Linked DNA regions of Mus musculus: regions 2, 3 and 4 are each linked to region 1. Evidence: chromatin contacts called from public HiChIP or PLAC-seq, Micro-C and promoter capture Hi-C data. All regions are on one chromosome and are shown on one strand. Each heading gives the region's core, a stretch centred on a gene start, on an enhancer-like site or on the middle of the called end of the contact. The rest is flanking DNA. Distances are from core to core; before and after follow the strand shown.

Evidence for each region. Promoter capture Hi-C pulls out the DNA fragments that hold promoters and counts their contacts. A called contact is a pair of places that touch in the nucleus more often than the background predicts. HiChIP or PLAC-seq counts read pairs in DNA pulled down with a chosen protein or histone mark.
Region 2: a Micro-C map of embryonic stem cells shows a contact between it and region 1, with 6 times the contacts expected there. The contact joins the promoter of Tmem229a here to the promoter of Fezf1 in region 1. A contact is called at or near these places in 2 of 39 promoter capture datasets (embryonic stem cells and liver), 3 of 484 Hi-C or Micro-C datasets (all in embryonic stem cells) and 1 of 115 datasets of contacts at active chromatin or transcription factors (astrocytes).
Region 3: an H3K4me3 HiChIP or PLAC-seq map of embryonic forebrain shows a contact between it and region 1, with 5 times the contacts expected there. The contact joins the promoter of Ndufa5 here to the promoter of Fezf1 in region 1. A contact is called at or near these places in 4 of 39 promoter capture datasets (cranial neural crest, liver, neural stem cells and 1 more), 2 of 115 datasets of contacts at active chromatin or transcription factors (embryonic forebrain and forebrain) and 1 of 9 other capture datasets (embryonic stem cells).
Region 4: a contact with region 1 is called in a promoter capture Hi-C map of embryonic stem cells, with 2.7 times the contacts expected there. The contact joins the enhancer-like site here to the promoter of Fezf1 in region 1. A contact is called at or near these places in 5 of 39 promoter capture datasets (embryonic stem cells, hippocampal neurons, liver and 2 more) and 2 of 115 datasets of contacts at active chromatin or transcription factors (embryonic stem cells and stem cell-derived neural progenitor cells).

What each region holds. Positions count from the first base shown.
Region 1 is chr6:23,246,799-23,249,585 of GRCm38.p6, reverse strand. Fezf1 (Fez family zinc finger 1) reads left to right here and starts at 1,322. Exons shown (of 4, transcript NM_028462.1): 1 at 1,322-2,312; 2 at 2,556-2,690. The coding sequence starts at 1,512.
Region 2 is chr6:24,954,743-24,957,529 of GRCm38.p6, reverse strand. It overlaps Tmem229a (transmembrane protein 229A), which reads left to right and starts at 1,405. Exons shown (of 1, transcript NM_177013.3): 1 at 1,405-2,787. The coding sequence starts at 1,777.
Region 3 is chr6:24,526,239-24,529,025 of GRCm38.p6, reverse strand. It overlaps Ndufa5 (NADH:ubiquinone oxidoreductase subunit A5), which reads left to right and starts at 1,336. Exons shown (of 5, transcript NM_026614.3): 1 at 1,336-1,500; 2 at 1,709-1,753. The coding sequence starts at 1,480. Asb15 (ankyrin repeat and SOCS box-containing 15) reads right to left here and starts at 882. Exons shown (of 10, transcript NM_080847.3): 1 at 757-882.
Region 4 is chr6:24,341,326-24,344,112 of GRCm38.p6, reverse strand. It overlaps the pseudogene Gm3136. Among named protein-coding and RNA genes, the nearest start is that of Iqub, 170 kb to the left of the region's middle. Within about 2 kb of position 1,377, at least 8 of the 459 cell types and tissues checked have an H3K27ac peak or open chromatin away from gene starts, as enhancers often do. A contact at or near this core is called in embryonic stem cells, where this site is marked.

The DNA of each region.
Region 1 (2,787 bases), core at 73-2,572:
GACCCGCGCAATGGGAGCCTCAGCGTCCGGCCTTTTCATGGAAAGCTCGCCCAGCTAGCGAATTTGGGCCCCAGGCGTCACACCAGGAGGGCGCTGGGCGCGCGGGGGAGGGTGGGGGGGGGTAGGGGACGCTTAGGGTCTCCAAACGCTCGGGGGGGGGGGGCAGAAATGGTCCGTGACCACCACACTTTGTTCGTCTGCGCGCACAGACACGCGGGGTATCGCGTGCACTGATGAGCCGCACGCAGACGCTGGCAGCCAGGGTAGGGATCGACAGATTGTATTCCCCTTCTCCGCTCCACGTTTAAAACCCTCTGCTCTGGAAGAGCAGTGGGCGCAAGTTCTTTGGAGAAATGCCCTTTCGGGGTTCTCTCTGGAAACTCAAGGAAGCGCGCTCACGCGTGTGTTTGTGTGAGTTCAATCCGCGTCTAGGTCTCTGGCCGTGTGGCTCCCTCTTATTCTTTGCAACTCAACTTTGTGGTGCTGGTGCGTCTTTCCCAGGCCTATTGCCATGGGCATCGCTTTGACAAAACCACAAACGCATAACAAGCCTCCCAAGGCCTTTACATCTCAAGGGCATTTTGGGAGGCCAGTTACCTGCTGGTGTCTTCCAAACGGTCCAGACGCGGCTCGAGCTGCAGCGACTCCTTGATTCAGGGAATGAGCACCACCTCCCGACCTCACCCCCCAGACCCCCTCGAGTCCCGGAGGATGAAAGTGGGCTGCGTAGGAGGAGGCATCGTGGCCCGAACTGAGCTCAGGCAAGCCAAGCACAGAAACCTCGGATTTTGCCGTCAGAGGTTTCCTGGTCAAGGCTTTCTAGAGCCTGGCGTTTGATAAATATAGCCTGGCATTTGCCCCTGAATTAGACTCTGTTTCCTTATTTAGCCCTAGCACAATGATTTTAGATGATGTCACTTAGAGCTAAACGAGAAAATTGATCTCAGATTTGCTTGGCCTCTAAAGCCTGGTTAAGCAGATTGAGAATTAAAAAGACAGAGGAAGCTAGGGGGAGGGGCAGCTGAAGGGTAGAGAAGTGTGTGCGGGCGAGTGCTTGCGCGTCGGGGAGGGCTCTGCGCGTTGCAGAGAGCGCCCCCGCCTCTTCTGGGCGGGGGAAGCTCTCTCACCAATGAAAAGTAGTCACCGACTGCAGAGAGAAAAAAAGTTTTCCTGTTGACTGTTGGAAGCGAATTGAGCAATTATCTAGTTTACCTTCTCCTCTTGGAAGTTAACGATTGGCGAGATCTTGGCTGCGTTATTGACACAACACTTTCTATTGATAGAAATAAGTAGTGATTGTCCCCGAGTCATTGGTGCGCCAAGAACTCTGCGATGGGCTGGCAGGAGTCCATTGGGCTGGGCAGGCAGGTTCGGCTGGTGATGCTGGGGAGGAGGAGGAGGAGGCTGCTGGTGGTGACGGTGCCTGTCCTCTCCGCAGGTCTGTGACAAGCAGGGGACAAGGCAACGATCCCGCGACTCAACCCCGGCTGACCGACGCTGGCGACTCAGTCATGGACAGTAGCTGCCTCAACGCGACCACCAAAATGCTAGCGACTGCTCCAGCTCGGGGCAACGTGATGAGCACATCTAAACCCTTGGCTTTCTCCATCGAACGAATCATGGCGCGCACCCCTGAGCCTAAGGCCCTGCCGGTCCCCCACTTCCTGCAGGGAGCCGTGCCCAAAGGGGACCCCAAGCACTCTCTGCATCTCAACTCGTCGATCCCCTGCATGATCCCTTTCGTCCCCGTGGCGTACGACACGAACTCCAAAGCGGGAGTGAATGGCTCAGAGCCCCGCAAGGCGAGTTTGGAGGTTCCGGCGCCGCCCGCGGTGGCGCCCTCTGCGCCGGCGTTCAGCTGCAGCGACCTGCTCAACTGCGCGCTAAGTCTTAAGGGCGACCTGGCCCGCGACGCATTGCCACTACAGCAGTACAAGCTGGTAAGGCCGCGTGTGGTCAACCACTCTTCGTTTCACGCCATGGGTGCCCTGTGCTACCTGAACCGAGGTGACGGCCCGTGCCACCCGGCTGCGAGCGTGAACATCCACCCGGTGGCCTCCTACTTTCTCAGTTCCCCTTTGCACCCACAGCCCAAAACGTATTTAGCCGAAAGGAATAAACTGGTTGTACCGGCAGTGGAGAAACTCCCTTCGGGAGTAGCTTTCAAAGACCTGTCCCAGGCTCAGCTGCAGCATTACATGAAAGAAAGCGCCCAACTTTTGTCGGAAAAAATCGCTTTCAAAACCTCGGATTTCAGCCGCGGCTCTCCAAATGCCAAGCCCAAAGTTTTCACTTGTGAAGTCTGCGGCAAGGCAAGTCTTATGCCAGGAGTTCCTTCTTCCTTCCTTCCTTCCTTCCTTCCTTCCTTCCTTCCTTCCTTCCTTCCTTCCTTCCTTCCTTCCTTCCTTTCTTCCTTCCTCTCTCCATCCCTCGCTTCTGTTTTAGTATTTGGGGAGTGGAAGTATAAACTTGTTTTGCCCCCTCCCTCCTTTTTATCACTTTGGATCCAATCTGTGCTTCCGTTAACCTGTTTTCCTTTGTGTTTAATTTTTAAGGTCTTTAATGCGCACTATAACTTAACCCGTCACATGCCGGTACACACAGGAGCCAGACCCTTCGTGTGTAAAGTGTGTGGGAAAGGTTTCCGGCAAGCTAGCACCCTTTGCCGGCATAAGATCATTCACACACAGGTATGTTCCTCCGTCAGAAGTTTACCCGAAAGGCTTTGGAACCATTTGGGGGGAAAAACGCATCGATATAGCCTCATTCTTTAGCATAAGACCTTCT
Region 2 (2,787 bases), core at 156-2,655, 1.7 Mb before region 1:
GGAACGCGGTTGCTTCAATATGGGAGATCTACCAGAGTATGTCCTCCCAAAGAACATATGTCTTCATAAAGCTTTTTATCCAAGGAAGATTTGAACTTCTGGACAGAGTAAAATTATTACCTAGTTTCTTCTTATACATGAACAGGAGAGGGGCATAAAAGTATAACTTATTTCTAATATCCCTCCATCCCCTCTACCTGACAGAGGACAGAGAGGGAAGAAGGAGGAGAGAAAAGGGACAGGAAGCCAGGAGGGGGACTAAGGAGTGAATGAGGCCAAGGCCTGAAAGAGCAGGGGATGGGGGAGAAAAAGAAAAAGACAGGAAAAGAAAAAAAGCTCGGCTTTCCTTTACACTCCGTATTTGAAATGACCTAGTTCTGCAAGAACACACACACACACACACACACACACACACACACACACACCACACGCGCGCACACACACACACACACACACACACACACACACCACACACACACACACACACACACACACACACACACACACCCCACACACACACACACACACACACACACCACACACACACACACACACACACACACACACACACACACCCCACCCACACACACACACCACGCGCGCACACACACACACACCACACACACACACCACACACACACACACACACACACACACACACACACCCCACACACACACCACAACACACACACACACACACACACAGCACTAGTCTGCACCAGTTTTAGCAAGCATGCTGTCTTTGGTAGGGGACACCTCTACCCCCACCATCCCACTGTAGCCAGGACACAACTCAGCTACAGCTACACTGGCCTCAAGTCTTTTTGTTTTTTTGTTTTTTGTTTTTTTAAATACTGCTGGGCTTGGCCCTGAGTAAACTAGCCTAGGCAAAGACTGAAAAGGAGGATCAGTCAGGGGGGTTCCGGGCGGGGAAGGGGGGGGAGGGGGTCGGCATTCAGATGCAGGCTGCTCTGAGCAGGAAGGCAGGCTTGGAGTCTCCGGTTAACACGCTGTGACTGGGACACAGCTGGCTTTGCATAAGGACATTAAATATACAGCACCACAGTTTGGGCCCGGGCCCGGCCTCCGGCTAGTGGCACCAGGCCATTTGTCTCCGCCAGCCAAGGCCTGGCCCTGGTTTCCACGATACCGGGAATGCCCCACAGTTAGCCTTCACACCTGTTAGGGGCTTCTCCCCTCCTGCCACCAACCCAGCGGGAACCCCCTGCAGCACTTGCCCAGGGCTGCAGAGATGGCCAAAGGGGACCCGGGCGGCGCTCTTCGCCTTTCGGGGCAGACCCCTGTGAGACCCGGCGCGGGAGGCTGGGCGGGGCGGGGGCCCGGGAAGGCGGGAGAGGTCGAGCCGGGCGGAGAGGGGTATGGGAAGGGCCGGGGGAAGGGCGATCTCCGCTCGCGTAACGCTCCCTGAGCCTGCAGCAGAGGCGGCGGGGCTGAGCCGCGGAGGGGATGGAGCTGCCACCAGCCTCGGCTCTCTTCCCCACAGCCCCGGCATCGCCTCCCCTTGCCCGGCCGCGCCACTCCTTAGGCCGCGCAGGGTGATTCCCGAGCGCGGGTGAGCAACATCTCACCCTGGACTGGAGAAGAGGGCGGGCCAGGACCAAGGCACGAGGACTCCTCGCGTCCCGGGCGACCTGCGAGTCTCCCGAGCGCTGGGAGACCCCGATCCGATCGAAGCTACGTGCGCCCCTCCTCGTCCCCCGGGGCGGGGAATCGGTTCGAGGCTAGGCGGCTGGGCCCCGGGTGCCCGGGTAGCCAATGGCGGGCAGCGATGTGGCGAGTGAGGGGCCATCACCGAGGGACGGCGCGACCCGGAGACCCGGGGCCACCGGCGGACTGCGTAGCCAGGCGGCCGCCAGCTGCCCTGAGCCGCTGTCCGCTGCTGAAGCTCCGGCCGAGCGCGGCGCGCTGCCCGCCTGGATGCGCCTCTACTTCTACGGGATGCACGGCATCACCCTGGACGTGCTGGTATCCTCTGCCAGGCGCTTCGCCCGCAGCCTGGATCTGCGGATGCTGGGTTTCTCTTCACCCTACCGCTGCCTCCTGCACTCGCTCACCCACTTCGCCCTGGAGCAGCTCTACCTGCAGCGGCCGCGCTGCCCCAGCGCCTTCCTCTTCAATTTCCTGCTTTACCCCTCTGCGCACGTCGGGCTGCAGACCCTGGCTGGCCAGGCGCTACGGCTCAGCCTAGGCGGCGGGCCGGGGGGCGCGGCAGCGCCGGCGCTGGGGGCGCTCGACCTGGCGCTGCAGTACGTGCTCGCGCTCTACCACGGCCAAGTGTTCCTGAAGCGCTTCTTGTGTTTGCGGTACCCGCGGCGGCGCGACCAGCACACCAGGGACACGCTACCCGCAGCCCGGGACGCCCAGATCCTTTGGGAGGCTGGTGGCCAGCGACGAGGACCGGGTGGCGCAAGGGGCACAGAACGATCTCCTACCCAGGGACTGCCCGACCTCCTCCGCTTCCTTTTCTTCGGAATGCATGGCTTTCTGGATGAGATCTTCTTCACCTTCTTCTTCAATGTGCTGGGGCAGGGGGACAGGGCCAGCAGTGGCCACACATCCCTCTGGTCTTTCTTCATGTACGGAAGTTGTAGTTTCGTGGTGGAAAAACTCTACTTCCACCTTCACTACAGCCGTGGCTGGGGCACGTGGAAGCGGGTGCCCATCTATGTGATCTTCATCTATGCGTGGGAGTTTTCCTGGGGTCTGGGACTTCGAATGTGCGGGGCCTGTTCCTGGGACTATTCTCACTATCCTCTTAATTTCATG
Region 3 (2,787 bases), core at 87-2,586, 1.3 Mb before region 1:
CAAATGGTATGAGAGAAAATCTCCAAGTGGTTAACTTAATGACTCAAACAGGCCTAGTTAGGTTTTGGAGAGGGGTGTAAACTGTCTGGTTTGGCATTGTTATCACTTCTGGTACAAGCCAGGAATGATAAGTTATGTCCCTTCGGGCAAATGTCCTCACCATTACCTGGGCACCAAGACACTCTCTTTCAGTTGTTTCTCCTAGTTTTGTTTGTTTGTTTGTTTTTGTTGTTGTTTTGTTTTCCTCTGTTGAATCAGAACCCTGGATTTCATTAACTACCTAATTTTGTTAAGATGGAACCTCTCACGATAAAGCCTCTAACCACTGAGAAGCAGAACCACAGGCTCCAGCTCAGGTTGGAGGTTAGAGGGCCTGAAGAGCAAATTCTGTAAGATGTAGTAGGTCGAGAGCTTGGCTCTAGTTCTCCTGCCTCAAACTCCTCTCTGGCATTTTCAAACTTTCCTAAAATCCGCCTTTCCTAGAACTGGGACATTTACTCCTCTGGGTCGGCCATACAGTGCACTTCTACCACCTGCGAACCCAGAACATTCTATTCTTGCAATGTTTGTTAATGCATTCCTAGATCCCCTTCTGATATCACAGATGCCACGGGATGTGTCCCTTTATAGCGAATTCTACTGTCTCTAGCTTAGAATACCACTAGCAAGCTTTCATTCAGTGTGGCCCTCTACAACAGGTTGGTTCAGAAATCTACTTATTTTTGTACCGCATGGAAGCAATCCGTTTTGTAGTACCTCATAGCCTGGATCAGTCAAGTCTGTCTACTCTCGATGTCTTTAGCAAATACTGCCATGCAGACGCTTGAATCCAAAGTTACAAAGAACACATGCATCTTTTATAAAGCCATGATTCCACATTCTAGAACACACTCAACAATGACAGATGTTCTTGGGATCTGGAGGGACAGAGAACAGGGACTATGACCTCATAAACACCCACTGGAACAAAGACTACGACTTCATAACCTTTCATTCATCAGTCTCCTCAAGAGAAAACGGATGCATCAGATGGTTAATTCCACTTTATAATTTCCACTTATGAGTATGCATTCACACACGTGGAGGGAAAGCATTCTTCATGGTGCTCAGGCCTGCTTCCACCCTCATTTCCATAACCTGAGGAAGTCCGGGTAAAATAGCAGTCGAAGGCTGAGCAAAATCAAAGTCCCTGCAGTGACTACGTTGCAAGTTTTTCCGTAGCGTAGCGCTTTTCTTAACCTTTAGTACTCAGAGACGTCAGTCGGTCTCTACTACACCAAAGCCCTGCGTGGAGCCGCTTGTGTGAGCTGCGCAGGCGCAAATCTACCTCTCCTAGGTGGGCGGGAGCTGCCCCTACCCAGCCCGAGCGGTTGGAGCCAAGAGTGTTCTTAGGTGACTCAGGGGCAGCATCGACGCTCGATTGAGCGGGCTTGGGAAAGGTTCCCAGAGGGCTGTGCGCTGGAGGCGCTGGACGCTGTCATGGCGGGCTTGCTGAAAAAGGTGAGCGTGTGGAGGTCACCGTGATGCTGCGAATGGGGACCGTAGGCAGCCGCGTCTCCCTCATCGGTGGGCAGAGACGCTAAGAGGAGGGGTTGGGGGAGTGTTCCGCTGTCCTGGCAGGGGGCGACAGGGTGCGTAGTTGTGTCGGGAGGGTCGGCTAACCAGGGGATTACGGTAAACATCACGGTCCTGTTTTGTCTCTGCACAGACAACTGGCCTGGTGGGGTTGGCGGTGTGCGACACTCCACACGAGGTAAGTGCGACTTTTTGTGTCGTCCTTCTCAAGCAAGACTGTGATCGACCGAACTTGCCCTTGCAAGATTAACGAGACCCCCGTGAGCTCTGGCCTCCGGGGCAGCGCTGAGCTTCGCTGACCCCGTGGCATCCTTTTTGCAATGCCTCCTTTTGCCTTCGCCGTGACCTCTTAATTAAGACGCGTTTCTTCACGGCATTCTCTTAGCGTCAGTGGTGTGGAGTATTCTCAGCTCCCTTCAGAGTCGCATTTTCATTTTCCATCCTTTCCCTACCGACATTTCTGCCTTGCCTTTCGCACACTGGCTGACCCTGTCGTCCTCATGGTTGCCTCCTTCGGTATCCATTGGGGAAACATAAACAACAACCAAGACCAAACAAACCTAAACAAAACCACTGTGATTTATCCCCCCTTTCAGCAATTGCACCATTTCTTTCCTTCCCGTCTACACACATAACTCGAAAGCGTTGTCAGTGCTCACTGTCTCTTACTCCTTGAGTACACTTAAGCGAGGCCCAAACTTTTTTTTTTTAAGGAGTTACCAGTGATGCTAAATTTGCTAGTCAGTTCACATTTCTCGTAATTGTACCGAAAGTGGCATTGAAAATATCCTTACGTTTATTTATTTGTGTGCATGCCAGTGTTTGTCCGTCAGAAAACAACTTTCTGAAGTTGGCTCTCTCCTTGCACCTTGTAGATCCTGGGGATCTTTCAGGTCACGGGGCTGTTGGCAGGCACCTTTGCCCTCTGTGCCCTCACATTGACCCAAGTGAAGCATTTTTGACACTCTTGATAATCTGCATTAAGTACTTTGTTTACTGGATGTCAGAGCTTCGAAGTTTCTTAGTTTGGGATTTTTGTTTGTTTGTTTTATTGTTTATTGTTTCTTTCCCCCTAATTATTTGCCTTTTCCAGTTGTTCCTTCATTTCCCCATGTTGTAGTATTGAAGACCTAGCTCTTAGACAGGTTTTAGGTTTAGGTTGGCTCTCATGGGGTACAGACAACAGTTAACGTTTATATTTCCATATCAAGT
Region 4 (2,787 bases), core at 128-2,627, 1.1 Mb before region 1:
GAGGGCACTCCTTGGGAAGTGGTTAAGTTGAAACCACGAAGACTCTGAAGATTCCTATTCATGGCTAACTCTCTTTCCAGAATTTGGTTGAATGATGGTACAGCATCCACATTAGTGTCTTCTTGGGGCAGCGTGGCACCCCATTTACTCTGAGAGAACCAGCAGGACCCTGTATTGACTGAGGGTCCTGACCCACAAACACAGACACTTCCGCCTCTTCCCAGTCAGTAATTGAGTCACTCCCCAGGCTCTGCCCAATACTTTGGTAATCTGGCCGTCTCCTCTCAGGAATCATTCCCAGGAAATGTTCTCTTCCTGGCTGATGGATGGCCCTTCAGTCTCTGAGAGGTTCTGCAGCTCCGGGCTGGCCTGGCCTCTGTTGAGAGACTCCTTGCTCTGATAGGACAGGTGTTCTTGGGACAAATCCACATGATCCCATTTATCCTCCGTGGCTTCAGCCTTCCCAACACCGGCATCCGGAAGGAGGTATGCCTGTCCTTGGGAGTAGATTATGGACCACTTGTGCAGTTTCCTGTCCCTCAGCATCTTTTCCAGGTCTTTGCAGCTCTTCACTCCTCTCTCCTTCACTAAGGCCTGCAGCTCTGGTGGCATGTAGATACGAACTGCTCCAACACCAACTGATCCAGAATCTCCTCCTTGCTGTTCAGGTCTGGCCTCAGCTCAGAGATTCTCCTGAGATCCTGGATCGGGTCGGACCCTTCTAAGAGACTGAAACCTCGGAACTTCATGTGCCAAAAATCGGGGGTTGTAGTTTTGCTTTTCTCCAGGTTTAACCTGGGGTATTAGTGATACCGGCTGCCCTGATCTAACAAGGCTATTTGATGGCACATTCATAGCCATATCTGTGGTGAATATTCCTCTTGGTCTAGGACAAGTTTGAAGTGGCTCCAGTCTAAACTGGCCTACCCGTTTTGCCGTAGAGATAGGCTCGATGTTGATCCAGAAGCCTGAAAGCTGGGATTCCGGGTAAGCGTCTCCACAACAGGCTCTTGCGTTCTTCGTCCTCAAGGCTTGGTAAAATTATGCTAATTAAAAATAATGCTGAGCCGGGCGTGGTGGCGCATGCCTTTAATCCCAACACTTGGGAGGCAGAGGCAGGCAGATTTCTGAGTTCGAGACCAGCCTGGTCTACAGAGTGAGTTCCAGGACAGCCAGGGCTATACAGAGAAACCCTGTCTCGAAAAAAAAACAAAAACAAAAAACAAAAAACAAAATAAAACAAAACAAAACAAAACAAAAATAATGCTGAACCTGAGGGTTCTTCTGCTTCCAGCTGTAAGGCCAAGGCAGGAGGGAGTTCCAGGAGTGTGTGGATTAGAGTGCTAGACTTGCTAGTCCTGCCTCCTGTCTCCCCAGATCTCTCTGCAAAGTTCTGCCTGCCTTTGTTAAGCACAGATTATAAATAACTACCTGGGTGGGACCCAGCCCTGAAATTACCATTTCTATCACACCTGTGCCTGGACCTAAATTAGCCTCTGTCCTAGGCTAACCTTGACTCAGGAATCTGAGTCTGCCTTTGTTGGCTTAAACAAAAAATTTAGCTGGGTGTAATCTCCTGTAATCACTACTCCCAAAATCCTCCAGTCTCCTTCCTTAGTATCTCTCTGGACCAGTTGGCTCACAAAAGCACAGCTGCTTTTGTTCCTTTAGATTCATGAACCCCCCTCTATAATTCATATTGCATCCTTAGTTTTGCATAGTTGCGAAATTATACTTGAACTCATGTTTTCAGAGTTTTTCCCCCCTCACAGCTGTCCTGAAGGTTCCGGTGTGGCTAAGATGTAAACCACACCTTAGCCTTCCAGACTCACATTGTCTCTGATTATCATGGATTCATTAACATGAACAGGGAGGACATTCCTCAGAGGGGGAACATAAAATATGTACATTATTATACAAACAAGCCTTATGCCCACAGCAGCCATTGACCCTCATGGAAACCCTTGCCTGTTGGCCCTGTCCTAGGGGCAGGAATCTCCTCATTCCAACCCTGTCAAGGTCAAGTTGGACCTGGCAGGATCCCAGAATAAAGAATGGAGCCACTGTTATGCCCACATATGAAATTGACTCCCATTTTTGTGGTTTCACACAGGACCTCTAAAAGTGCTCTTGCTCAAAACACTCTCTTCCAACTTTGCCCTGTGGTTGTCTGAAATGCACATTGGATTTTACTTTTGTTATTTGTTTCGTCATTAGCTTAGAAGACTTCCTTCCTTCCTTCCTTTCTTCCTTCCTTCCTTTCTTCCTTCCTTTCTTTCTTTCTTTCTTTCTTTCTTTCTTTCTTTCTTTCTTTCTTTCTTTCTTTCTCTCTCTCTCTCCCTCCCTCCCTCCCTCCCTCTCTGTCTGCCTGTCTTTCTTTCTTTCTTTCTTTCTTTCTTTCTTTCTTTCTTTCTCTCTCTCTCTCTCTCTCTCTCTCTCTCCCTCCCTCCCTCCCTCCCTCCCTCCCTCCCTCTCTCTCTCTTCCTCTCTCTCTTTCTTTCTTTCTTTCTTTCTTTCTTTCTTTCTTTCTTTCTTTCTTTCACCAACTCTTGCGTTCTCATCAAACACAGAAGAATATTCTATTTCTTTGAGTCTCCCTATAACACATGTCCTTGTGATGCAGATGTGTGCCAGGTAAGTTTGAATGGAAAGGAAGATGGCCACCTTTGTTTCTAGATATGAAGACTACAGTTCTTGGTAGCATATCTGAGAGACTCACAGGATGGGAAAAGTGAAGCTTTAGTGAAGGTTAAGCAAAATGGGCAAAGGTTAGGGAAGTCTGAGGCA